Linked DNA regions of Sus scrofa: regions 2 and 3 are each linked to region 1. The links are chromatin contacts, called in public Hi-C maps. All regions are on one chromosome and are shown on one strand. The core of a region is the stretch at or near the end of the contact, and the rest is flanking DNA. Distances in the headings are between cores, read along the strand shown.

Region 1 (4,525 bases), core at 121-2,620:
AGGTAGCGTGTGGCCGGTTCAGGTCGACAGCCCTGCGGAGCAAACTGTCAGCCCCCAACTATCTGTGGGGTCCTCCGGCCGTGTTGGGTGTCCGAAGCTGAAGGCATGACGGTCCAGGGATGGGATGCTGGTGATGCTGGCGAAGAAGGTCAGATTCAACGAAAAGGAAACACTTAGAATGGATGGTTCACAATGTAAAGGAAAGAATCCCTCTAAATTAGTCTAATTCACGTAAATATTCCTCCAAGGGAGTTGTGCTGGGAACCCTGTGTGCCAACTTGGTCAGCTTCCTCAACAGAACCCTCCATGACTCGCCTCCAAAAACCTGGTACCTCTGATTTCTTCATCCATCTAGAGCGGCTCTCTCCCCCCCAGATTTTCCCACGCCACGGGGTCCTCCCTCTCCACGGAAACTCCCCCCAATGAGGGTCTTCTGCCCCCACGAGGGCCCTCTCTTTGCTTAACTGTCGGCCCTCAAACCTCTCCTCCTCATCCCCTCCCCTCCTCATCCGCCCCCTCCAGAATCTGCCCCCCCCACCTCCCCAGAGTCCTCTTCCGCAACCCAGGTCCCTCCCCTTCCCTCTCCAGCTCCAACCCCTCCCCAAGATGCACCCCTCCAGGGTCGTCCCCCCAGGGTCCACCCCTCTTCTGGGTTCGCCCCAGGATCCTTCCTTCTCCGGAGCCCGTCCTCCTCCCTCCTCAGAAGGGCTGGCCTGGGGGTCGCCGCTGCCCGGTGAACTTACCTCCAAAAGTGCCGGGACCCCGCCGGGTCCCCCGGGCAGCGCGCCGGCCTCTCACCATCCTTCGCCAAGCCCGCGCAGCAGGCGGCCAAACACCCAGGGACCCTACTCTCCTCAGCGCGAGCCCCCGACCCCTGCGCCTTCGGCCGCCTTCGGGGCAGCGACGCCCAAGAGCCCGCCGCGGGCACTCGGCACTTTGCGAAGTGCAGCCCCCACTCGCGTTTGCCATCGGCGTCCCCCCACCCAACGCCTTCTGCTGCCTTCTTCCTGCGCTACCCCGCCCCCGCCTCCCCGCCCCCAGCCCGGCTGTCGCCGGGGCCCCCCAGGCTGTTCCCAGGGCCCCAGCCCGCGGTGCGCCTCCGCCTCCTCCCCCGCGATCGACGGCGCCACGAGCCAATTACTGCCTGGCTCCGGCCCACAAGCTCCGCCCTTGTGTCCGCCCCCTTCCCCCGTCTCCGGAACGCACCAATGGAAAAAGCGTCGCGGGGGCGGGGCCTGCAGGTTGCCTAGCAGCAGCGGCTGGGCGGGGGCGGGTGGCCGGGGGCGGTGATCCGGGTGCGGCGGGGGCGGGCGCACGGGGGCGGGGCCTATAGGGGGCGGGGCCTGGACGGCTATAAAAGTAGCCGCCGGCGAGCAGCCGCGCTCTTGGTCCGGCTCCGCGCGTCTTTTACCCGCAGTCTTTGCTGCGTCCGCAGTCGCCGCCGCTCACGCTCCCGTTCCGGTCTGTGGTGCAGCCGGACCAGCACCATGTCGCTGTCTCGCTCGGAGGAGATGCACCGGCTCACGGAAAATGTCTACAAGGTGAGCCCCGCGCCCGCCCGGGGCGGACCCTGGGCCCACGGGGGTCTTCCCCGCACAGCCGCCGGGACCCGCCGCCGTTCCGGCATAGGATGGCGCGGGCGTCCTCGCCCCGAGAGCCCCGCGCGCCCCTCCGTGCGTTCTTCGCGCGCCCGGGGCCGGAGCCCTCGGACCTGAGTGGGGTGGGGGCGCAGGCGCCCGGCTGCGGCGTCCAGAGGCTCCTGGGGTCCCGGGCCGCGCGGCTGCTGGTCGCCTGGCGCGGTGGTGGCCCTGCCCGGCGCGGTTACGCAAGCCTTGGGCACTTTTTTTCTCAACAGGCTTTGCTTTTTCCCAACTCCTTTTCGGAGTCAGTGGACGTGGCCGGGTGGGAGGTCGCGCGCGGGCAGGTTGGATGGGTGGACAGATAATCCGTCATCTTATGTAACCGCGGAGGGAGAAGACTAATTGTGTAGGAGGCTGGCGCGCCTGCCTCTGCTACTGATGTGCGAGGAGTCGGCTCGCATCCCCTGGTGCGGAACGCGCGGGTGTGGGTCTGAGCTCCGCGCAGCCCGCAGGACCCCTCGCCGCCCCCGCCCGGCCGGTTTTGCGCCTTGGGGGCACGTTGGCAGGCACGCGGGCTGCCGTTTTTAGCATCCATTTTCTCGGTTTGGACCCCCGCCCCCACCCGCGCAGACCCAGGCTCTGGTGGCTCCGGGCTGTTCTGGGCGGCTTTTTCTTGCGGGAGATGCGTGCCCTGGCGGCCCACGCGGTCCCCTTACCGAGCTGTGCTCGATGCCAAAACTGTCTGGGGGTGAAGTGGCGGGCCCGGAGGCTCCGAGGTGGTGTTTACGCGGCGGCGTTGCTGGTTCATGGCGGCGGACTGGGGTTGCAGCGCGCTGGCCGAGCAACAGTTTCTAATTGTGTTAAACAACTACGGCTGTGCCGCCTTAGCCCGCGGCCTGCCAAGCCCTCTTGGCTTGCGCGGAGGGAGGCCTCTGGGGGGCCCATAGCTTTCAGCTGGAGTCCGGGGCGGCTGCAGTCAATCGCGGCTTCTAAGAAAGGTTTTAAAGTTGTTGCCGGGTCACCTGGAAGGCTCCTGAAGCCGGGTCGGGGTTGACCAAGTCAGTTCCGAAGCCGTGTTAGAGCTGCTGGTAAAGGGAGTGGAGACTGGCGAGGAAGCGGCGCCTGTAAGAGGAACAGCCTTTGGGGTTTTCATGTTTGTGTCACGTCGAGGTGGAGGCATGCGTTTTTGCTCGTGTTGCTCTGTAAGTGCTGTCAGGGGAGGGCGGTTTATTAAATTATTAGTCATTAGTTCCATTACCACTTGCTCATTTGTGCAGGGGGTGGAAGAGAAGTGCTGGTCTTGGTGTTTTTTCCCGTTTTTCCTGCTTCTGCACTGAAACCATTAAACAGGAACTTTTGTGGGGAGAATGAGGAGGGGGTGCGTGGCACGCTTTGCGGTGGGGAACCCCATGACTGGCCCTAATAAAACGCTCCTGAACGGGGCAGTCCGGCGCGCCGTTCCAGCTGAGCGGCTTCTGGATGGAGCCGGGATTTGTTTGCAGGCCTGAAGTTGAAATCTTGGCAGGGCGGTGGCAGCAACCTGATGGGATCTGCGTGCCTGGGGCCTTTCAGCCCCTCTGGAAGCAGAACAGAGGCTTCGGGCGTGCATTCAACAGGCTGGTCTGCGGTCTGTGCTGGCAGGTCAGCTGATGCCTGAGCTCCCATGGGAAGGCGTGGCACACACCGAGGACTTTCGGGTTGGACGTGTCGGGAAGTAGGTGCTGGGCGCCTGCACAGACCAGGCAGCTGGGGGTTGTGGGCGGTGCTCTTCTGCCTGATGTGGCCTGACGGAGGGCCTTCGGGCGCAGCGCTATACCTACCGTGGCTGGTCACTGGGGAGCTCAGGGTCCCCAGCAGGAAAAGAGCTGGTACTGGTTGGGGGACTTTGGCACAGCGATTGGGCAGGGACCAGCTGACAGCAGGCGCCGCAGGACACAGCTGAAGCCTCTGTGTGTAGACCCAGGCTAGTCTGGCCAGTCCTCTGTTCTGTCCAGGGGTGTTGCTGCCTCTGTGTCCAGATTGGTGACTTGTGGGAGAGTGGCTGGGATCTAGCCCTGCTCGGTGTCATTCTGAGCTGCAGCTCAGCTGTTTGCTTTGGCCCTGTGTCGCCTCAACTGCAGTCCTGAGTGGTGTTTGCCTTGGCAGAGAAGGCAGAGGCGGGGATGCTCGTCCTTGGCCTTGCTGATTAAAAACGCGAGAATAAAATGTCCAGTTTGAGTCCCTTCCCTGGAAGACTCTCCAGTGTAGGATTTAATTTCTCTTCCTGTGGCCTGGTTCCCATGGGAGCTGTGTCCTCGGGGAATTTTGTGGAAGACGAAGGGCCGAGAAATAGAATGGCTTTGAAACAGCCACTGAGAGGTCACCCTCGGACCCTGGGCAGGGGGATAGCAACCAACGCCCTCTGGGGGTGGCAGTGTGGGCAGCGTGGCCTGGAGGCCCTGAACCGTGGGCAGCCCTGGATAGTTGCTTGAGGCGAGGGACACAGTTGTGGGGGGAGGGTTCTGCTGCTCGAAATTAAACCCAAGTTGCAGCTCTCTTGGGGGTGGACGCCCAGTGTCCCCGTGTGCCGGGGAGGGGTTTTTCGCAGCTGACCTTAGCTCCCAGCTGCTGGGGAGGTGGGTGCTTTTCTCACAGTCGTGTATCCCAAGAGAAGCCCTGGCTTCAGGCCGCCCCATGACCTTGGAGGGTGGTGGCTCTGGCTCCTTTCTTAGGAACCGTGCCACAGGCCTCCATCCTGCCCCGAGGGTGCAGGAGAGGGGGGACAGCCTGAGGAGGAAGATGTCCTTAGGAAGACGGCAGGCACGGCTGCTCGGGGCGTTGTGGGCCCTGGGCCTTGGTCGGCACAGCCGGGCTCGTCACCAGAGGCCATCTGGCCGTCCTCACTCTGTGGCTGTCGGGAAGCTGGCCTGGCCATGCCGCAGCCACCCTGCGAAGGTGGCTGGTGT
Region 2 (4,046 bases), core at 928-3,427, 260 kb after region 1:
GCTGCACCCCCGCGCGCGCAGCCCGGGGCCCTCGGCGCCTTTGAAGCCGCAGATTCCCGACCTCCCTCCCCTCCTTCTCCCCTTTGTCCCGCCCCGCGCCCCCCGGCTCCCACCTCGCTTCCCGCAGGCCCCTAGCCCGGCACTGGCAGCCCCTCCCTTCCCTGACCCCGGTGCGGGCAGCCGGCTCACCCGGCCCGCCTCCGGCCCTGGCGGCCTGGCGCTGGCTCTGCAGGCCTAAGCGGCGGCGAGCCGAGCTGTTTGTTAGACCGGGGTAGAGAGCTGACGATCCCCAGAGGGGAGGAAACCCAGAACCCCTTTGTATGAAGTTGAGAGACAAAGAGAACTCTTTGTGTAGGCCTCGTTTATTTACAATGCAAAAGCTCTCCGAATAAATATGAAAAAGCTTATCAGCTGAGCAAATATGTATTCACTTAATACATTATGTCTTCGGTGGTAGATTAAATCAAACACAAAATACTCTGCAAATAAGACGTGTAGAACCCGCGGCATTAAATATAGCGATTTAAGATGGTATTCACAAAATGCAAAACGTCGTAATCGCTTTGTTGTCACGGGTGGGACGACCAAAAAAAAAAAAAATCAGAAGGCATTCTGCACATTTTGCTGTTAAGAATGTTGAGCCTACCCACCGCCCTTTTGTCGGAGGTGATCGCAAACATTCAAACAGTGCAGACTTAGGAAATGAGGAGACGTGTGCAACATGAAAGAGGTCCACGCGGCGGGGGCACCGCCGGCCAGTGTGTGTCGCTTGCTCGGCCGCCCCGCACCCAGCGTCTGAAATTGTCCCCGGTTTCGCTTCGGAGTGTGGCCTCTGCGTTGGGTGGGGTGGAAGCCAAGGGAGGTGGGGGGCCTTCGGTGGCCCAGCCTGGAGGTGGAGGTGGACGGAGGCCTGAGGTCCGCTGGGACCAGAGCAGCGGGGAAGGTTGCTCTGGGCCCGGCCAATTGTCCGTGCCCCCGGGTCCCCCCGGGCGCCCGGCCTCGGCTTGGCGGCCGGGGGCAGGCGCCGAAGGGAGGAATTCCCTGGCCCATTTGGGGCGCTGAGAAAGAACAATTTCTGATTCTCAGAGCCCCCCCAACCCCCAGCCCCCAGTCCGCAGAGGAAGATCCCGGGCGAATGTGACTGGGGGGCGGGGTGATTGTTCGAGCCTCGCCAGAAAGCTCCCGACTCCGGGACGGCAGGCCCGGCACTGCGGCGAGGCGGCCCAGGGGACGCCGGAGGCGGACGTCGACTCCCGGGGCTCCGGGGAGCTGGCCCGTGGTCCTGGCTCGGCGCTGCGGGGTGGGGGCCTGGTCCCATTAGGGCTCGGGAGGGGGGCTGGGTTCAAAAGAATGGACCCAAAGACGCATAGGGGGATGGGAGAGGGGCGAAAGGAAGGTTATTAAAAAAAAAAAAAAAGAAAGAACTCTTGAGTTACAATCAATAAAATTACTCGCTTAATTAGCATGGTTATTCGGTTAAGCGGAATGCAGTAAAAGCTGAACCTCGGAATAGGGAGAGAGGAAAAAAAGCTAGTGTGGACCCCAGGCCTTTCCTCGGAGACACCTTTGGGCAGCGGGGGAGGGGAGAGGGTGTGTGTGTGCGTGCGTGTGTGTGTGTGCGCGCGCGCGCGCGACTGTGTCTGTGTGTGCGTGATGGCTTCGCAGATTTGGGTTTTTATCACCCAGCGGAGCCAGCAGCCTTTCGCCGCGGCGCCCTCGCCGCAGGGACCTGCGAAGGGGAAGCGGCGAGCGGTGCGGCCGGGTTCCCTCGGGCTCCACCCGGCGGAGCGTGGCCGGGACGGTGCGTGTGCGCGCGGGGATCCGGGCGGCCCAGGTGGCCGGCGCGCGCGCGTTCAGCGGGGAGACGCGCGGAGCGCTCCGGGCCCCGCCGCCCGGCCTGGCCGCGGCTCGGGCCGGCGGAGCGGGGGGCTGGGGGGGGGGGCACCGGCAGGGTGGGGACCCCCCCCCGGGCGAGCCGAGACCCCGAGTCACCGAGTCTCCTCTGCTTGCCTCCGCAGACTATGGATCCGCACGGCGGCCGCCGGCTCGGCACGCGGCCGCCCTCCCAGGAGCCCAGTCCACCGGTGTGCTGACCGTTCCGTGGCCGCCACCGGTGACCCCGGACGCCGCCGCCTCCGCGTCGCCCGCGCGCCGCCCGCGCGCCGAGCCGCTCCCGGGCCCCGGCCGCGCTGCTCCCGGGAGGCGGCGGGCCGGGGCCGGGGCCGGGGCCGGGGCCCGGCATGGATGGCCGCGACTTCGCACCGCCGCCGCATCTGCTGTCGGAGCGCGGGAGCCTGGGCCACCGCAGCGCCGCTGCTGCCGCGCGCCTCGCCCCGGCCGGACCCGCCGCGCAGCCCCCGGCGCACTTCCAGCCCGGAAAGTACTTCCCGTCGCCGCTGCCCATGGCTTCGCACACAGGTCAGTGCTGGGCGGCCGGGCGCGGGAGAGGAGGCCCTGCGGCGAGCTGGGCAAGGTCCAGGGTCGGAGGGCGCCCGTCCCTCCCTTCTCCTTGGAGCCTTTGCGGAGAAGCCTTCGGTTTCATTTCCCTGCTCTGGCACCGGCGGCGGCCCGCGCGTCCTGCGGGCCCCGCGAGCCGGAGCATCGCGGTTTCGAGCGACCTTCCCTGGGGTCCCCCGGGGGTCTCGGAAGGGCATCCCAGGAGCCGGCTAAAAATAAAGCCTTTCCCCTCCTGCCACCCTCCCCCCACCCCTTCCTGCAGCAGAACTAAATTCCGCGGAAACCTCATTTCTGCATTCTGCATTCACATCCTTAAGCCATTCCGGGCCTGGGACAACGAGGCACTTTCTGCGGGAACAAAACGGCTGCTGTGACGCGGGGGGGGGGGGGTGCCGCGGCCTGGCGGATTAGGGCGGTGTGCGCGCGGGGTGAGCGTTAATAGGGACTGCTGGTGTAAGACGAGCAAATCCTGTTTCTATATAAAGCCTTGAAGTGTCAGGGCGAGAATGGGTTTGCAGGAGATGCATTTGCTTTAACAAGTGCCTCTGGTATCCTGCTAAAGCCGGGACAAAGCGTGGCCAGATCGCGGCCCAGCCTTAGGGCCTGCGCCCCGGGGGAGGGCAGAGCCGGCGCCGGCTCGGCTGGGGGCGGCCGCGGGGGCAGCCTCTGGATTTCGGTGCAGGCGAGTTCCCTGCGAATTTGCTCCAAGAGGAGAGAGCCAGGGCCATCCCGCACTCCGGTCTTCTCCAGGCCTCCAGAGCGGGCCCCTTGTCGGGTGGCTTTGATATTCCTGTTTGGCAAGGTCGGAGGCGAACCAGGGCCAGGGACAGGATGGCCAAGGGGCCGCTACCTCCCGAGACCCTGGAGATCACTGGCCAGCGCCGACTAAGTTGGCAGGAAGCTGGAGGGGCTGCGCCTGTGGGGGACCTGCCGGTCACCCTGGAAGGTTGGCTTGCTTTTGTTTACAGTGTGCTCTAAACATCAAAACGGTGGGTGCCGTGTTGTTGCTGTTGTTGATGGTGATTTGGCAGTAACAGTTCTTATTGGTAGCTTGATGAACTGTGAATACTAATAAAATTATATCTGCTTTAATGGGATTACAATTAGTGTGTGGATTAAAACGGATGGCAGAGTCAGGCGAGAAGGGAAAATGTCAGAAGGGAGAGCCCGCAGAAAGAATAATGTAAATTTCCTAAAAAAAAAAAAAAAAAACAACGAGAAATTATTTAATTGCTAGTGGGCTTTGAGCATTTGCTGCATGTCGAGACTCAAAAAGTTGGAGCCGGGTGGGAGTGGAGGGGGCCCGGACGCAGCGCTCTCGGCTGGAGTCAGCCCTGCGCCGCTTGCTGTTCCGCTGTGAGCCCTCTGCAAGGCTGCTTTTTCCCTGCTTCTTGCTCCTCATTCTTCCTCTCCCTTTCCTTCCTTCCTTCCTTCCTTCCTTCCTTCCTTCCTTCCTTTCTTTCTTTCTTTCTTTCTCTCTTTCTCTCTTTCTCTCTTTCTTTCTTTCTCTGCTGGATTTTTACCTCGGAAGAGCAAAAGTACTTGCCTGGGCAGTTGGTGATTTTAAATATCTGGCCTGGCTGTCCCTG
Region 3 (4,012 bases), core at 937-3,436, 330 kb after region 1:
GAGGCTGCCAGTTGCGGTCGAGGCCCCTCCGAGCTGGCCGCTCCTGGGGCCAGCCCCGCTCTCGCCCCCTCCTCACCCACCCGACTGGCATGGGAGAAAGAACCAGCTGCCTGAAACACAGCCTGCGCAGGGGCTGACCTTGGACAAGCCCTTTCAGCTACGTCCCTCGGTGCCTTGCCCTTGCTTTCTCCCTGTCTCCCAGGACTTGGGGACAAGAAGAGCCCATAAAAAATGAGCTGGGGCTCTTTCTGCAACGTGCCCAGGCAGTGACAGAAAGTCTCCGATTTTTCCTGCGGGGGAGCGTGGAGCACGTGGGAGATGGCCTTAGAGGGGAGACTAAGTGTCTGGACATTGCTAACCTGAGCCCTCATTTAGAGCGACAGTCCTTTCCTGATCCGAGGGGCTGGATGGGGGAAGGGACAGAAGCCCGGGCCTCAGCCGGGCCAGCTGTACAAACTCTCCCCAAATCATCCTCCCTCTTCCACCACTTCACAGGGGCCCCCCTCGGGGGTGGAAAGTGGTGGCCCTAGGAGCCAGGGCCCTTGCCGGGAGAAAGAGCACTGGGCTGGGCTAGGGGGTCAGGCGTTCAGTCTGGTCTCTTTTCCTCAAAGTCACCACCTTCCTCCAGAAACTATCTGGAGGCATCGCCCAGTGCCTTGGTGGCCACACACATCCTGGGAGGCAGCCAGGCTGCAGTGCTGTCCAGGCTGTGGACACAGGGCTCCCGATCTCCAGACTGGGGCCTGAGGTCCTCTCCAGGCTCGGATCCCCTCTCTGGGAGTCTAGAGGTTCAGCTCCGTTCGTCCCATGATACAGCAGCTAAAGAGACCACTGAGGTGGGACAGGGCCCCTGCCAGGCAGGTCAGGGCCCACCGTTTCCTCAGCGCCCTTTGCAACCCCCATTGACTGGTTTTTTTTTTTTGTCTTTTGTCTTTTTTTTTATTGCCTTTTCTAGGGCCACTCCCGAGGCATATGGAGGTTCCCAGGCTGGGGGTCCAATTGGAGCTGTAGCAGCAGGCCTACACCAGAGCCACAGCAACACGGGATCCAAGCCGTGTCTGCAACCTCTACCACAGCTCACGGCAACGCCGGATCCTTAACCCCCTGAGCAAGGGCAGGGATCAAACCTACATCCTCATGGTTCCTAGTCAGATTCGTTAACCACTGCGCCACGACGGGAACTCCAACTCCCGTTGACTTTGAAGAGCCCCTAAGCCAGTATTGGTGGCGAAGATGGAGCCCTGACAGCGGCTCAGGGACAGTTTGACCAAAATGTGGTCACCCACCTGGAAAGAACTGAGAGTCTGTAAAAAATGTAATTCCCCAAGAAAGACAGATTTGAACCTGATTGGTGTCCAGAACGCTTCTTCATGTCACGGGTGGAGCACGCCCTCACTCGGTGTGACTCCTTGGCTCTGGGGTGCTGGGCCACCCACTCCAGCTCCCAGCAAGCAGCATCAGGGTCAGAGGCCTCCCCCGCAGCCTGGCTGTAGTGGCCCCTGGAAGGACTCCCAGCCTCAGGGCCTTGGCAGGTGTCTGCTGGCTCCCTGGGAGTGGGGTGGTGGGAGGCTGACATCTGCAGAGTGTTTTTACTGTTGGACAAATTGAATCAATTAAACAGGCCCCATCGGGGTGGCCGGGAGCCCAGTGAATGGGAAGGAACAGGGAGCGGAGCCAAGGGGGCAACACAGCCTGTCTCCGGGGGCATCTCGCCAGTGAGAATGCGGGGTGAAGAGGCAAGTGGGACACACCCCTTTCCTGGCTGTGTGGGGACAGGGACCCTCTGTGCTGACCTCAGTGAGGGAGGGAGGGGCATGGCGCAAAAGCGAAAGCCAGAAGAGGGTCCTGGGGCAAGTTACCGGGGCTGCGGTGGAGGAAACTCAGCGGGGGCTGGCGCAGGTTTGCATCCAGGATGCAGGCCCTCTGGGCTTCTCAGCTGTCAGCCCTGCAGACGGGGGCTCCAGAGCTCCCCAACAGCACAGGCTCCTCTCGATGGCATTTTGTGGCTCCCGCATGGAGGCCTCCGGAAGCTGCAGGCTCCACCAGAGAGAGAGGAGGCCGCCCAGGGAGGTTGGAGGAGCCAGCGGAGGGAAGAGGAAGCAGACTTCGGAGATGATAGCAAGGGCCGCCGGTCACCCACCTGGAGCGGAAGCCCCCCCGCCTTGGGCAGGCCCGGAATGATTTAGGGGCCGGCTGCTCTGTGACCTGGCTGACCCAAGGCTGGCCACGGCCTGGGAGGCCAAGCAGCTGCTGGAGCGTCCGGCTGCCAGAGCAGCACCCAGTTCCCTGACTGGCAGGGCAGCAGGGCCACCTCCTCAAATGCCCTTCCCCAGAGCCTCAGGGCAGGTGGCGTCTCTTTGGGTTGCTGCTGCTGGGGCAGGGAGGGTTGCCACACGTCAGGCCAAGACCCCTGCTCGCCCAGTTGCCACCAGGCACAGCACGTGACAAAGGAGCTTTGCTCTGCTCTTCATGTGCCACAGTGGTGACAATCTCACTGTCACCCAGGACAGCCAGACCACATCTGTCCCTTGATTTCAAATGACCATTATGATGCCACCTGAGGCTCTGGCATCTCATCAGCGAACTCCCGTGGAGGCCACTGGTCAGCGGGAGAGTGTCATTTGCCAGCCCTCAGAAGCCACGGGGCAGAGGCTGAGGAAGGGCACTGACCAGTGTCTGGGCCTGGGACTGGCTGAGGGTCCCACTTCCAGAACTTAGCCTGGGACCAGGGTTAATTCACCTGGAGATGAGGAGAAAGCTTTGCAGCTGCCGCAGCCCCTGGCCAGGGCCATCAGTGGGGCTGCCGCCCTTTCCTGGCCGGCCGACCATGAAACAGCCTGAATCTGGGGCCCCGCGGCTAGAGCCAGGGGGCCTGCCAGAGGAGGAGGGGCTGTGGGAGGGGCCGGGGAGGCTGGTTGTTGCTTGCATGTCACCTGCTTAGGACCTCCGAACTCAGACCTCCCCCCCAAGGTAGGGTTTTGAGGCCCGGAGGTGGTGCGGATGGGCCAGAGGGACCGGAGAGCGATGCCAGATCTTGGCTGTCTGCTGTCTTGTCTGAAGGGGAGTGCGTGTTCAGCCTGGAGGGTAGGCACCCCCTTCAGGAGATGGGATTAGTGCAAGTTTGCTTGCAGAGGAGCAGTTCACAGGGAGGTGCGTAGCCCTGTAAGGAAGGAGTGGCGGTTGCTCCATCCACTGAGTCTTTGCTGCCTTTTCGCACCCCCGCCCCCCCTCGCCCGACCTCCGCCAACTGCTGTGCAGCCTCGGGCGGCACGTCGTCGCCCGCCCGCACCCTTCCGAGGTCGACCACGCTGCTGTGAACCAGGAGATCAACCACCGGCGCCGCCGTGGGCTCTCCCGGAGGGAGCCGGCCGGCAGGAGCGGTGCGGGGGCGCCCTCCAGCGGCCGCGGCTGGAACGGCGGCCGAACGGAGGACCAGAAGCGCGGGCGGCGCTCAGGGGAAGTTGGCGGTCTTCCCAGATCCAGCCTGCGGACCCCTCCGCACCCCAGCGGACAGCGTCCCCGCCTCTCCTAGCCCCCGGTATTCTTGATTGGGTAGCAGGTAACTTGGGAACCAAAAAGAGAGCTGGAGTTCCCGTCGTGGCTCAGCAGTTAACGAACCCGACTAGCATCCCTGAGGACAAGGGTTCCATCCCTGGCCTCGCTCAGTGGCTTAAGGATCTGGCGTTGCTGTGAGCTGTGGTGTAGGTCGCGGACGCGGCTCGCATAGGCAGGCGGCTACAGCTCCTATTCGACCCCTAGCTTGGGAACCTCCATGTGCCGCTGGTGCGGCCCTAAAAGACAAAAAGACAAAAAAAGGGGGGCGGGAGAGCTGCTCCCCTGAGGCACTCTGCCCCTCGCAACTCACGAGGTGGGATGGAGAAGAGAAGCACTCACACCTGCTAAGTAACTAGTCAGTCCTTCCGAACTCGAATCCTGCCACATCCAGGAAAAGAGCACTTTTGGTGCAAAGAGACGGCAAATGCTGTTTCCAATAAAATACAATTCACCGGTT

The links. Hi-C and Micro-C count contacts between places; a contact is called where the count stands out from the background.
Region 2: a Hi-C map of heart right ventricle shows a contact between it and region 1, with 2.5 times the contacts expected there. The contact joins the promoter of BAHCC1 here to the promoter of BAIAP2 in region 1. A contact is called at or near these places in 3 of 47 Hi-C or Micro-C datasets (embryonic fibroblasts, heart right ventricle and liver).
Region 3: a Hi-C map of skeletal muscle shows a contact between it and region 1, with 4 times the contacts expected there. The contact joins the enhancer-like site here to the promoter of BAIAP2 in region 1. A contact is called at or near these places in 4 of 47 Hi-C or Micro-C datasets (embryonic fibroblasts, liver, skeletal muscle and 1 more).

Annotation. Positions count from the first base shown.
Region 1 is chr12:1,663,793-1,668,317 of Sscrofa11.1, reverse strand. BAIAP2 (brain-specific angiogenesis inhibitor 1-associated protein 2) reads left to right here and starts at 1,370. Exons shown (of 14, transcript XM_003131154.5): 1 at 1,370-1,541. The coding sequence starts at 1,488. LOC110256155 (atherin-like) reads left to right here. Exons shown (of 9, transcript XM_021068069.1): 9 at 753-1,250. The coding sequence ends at 1,250.
Region 2 is chr12:1,404,753-1,408,798 of Sscrofa11.1, reverse strand. BAHCC1 (BAH and coiled-coil domain-containing protein 1) reads left to right here and starts at 2,177. Exons shown (of 30, transcript XM_013989840.2): 1 at 2,177-2,418. The coding sequence starts at 2,241.
Region 3 is chr12:1,337,330-1,341,341 of Sscrofa11.1, reverse strand. No RefSeq gene overlaps it. Among named protein-coding and RNA genes, the nearest start is that of ACTG1, 19 kb to the right of the region's middle. Within about 2 kb of position 2,186, at least 27 of the 83 cell types and tissues checked have an H3K27ac peak or open chromatin away from gene starts, as enhancers often do. A contact at or near this core is called in skeletal muscle and subcutaneous adipose tissue, where this site is marked.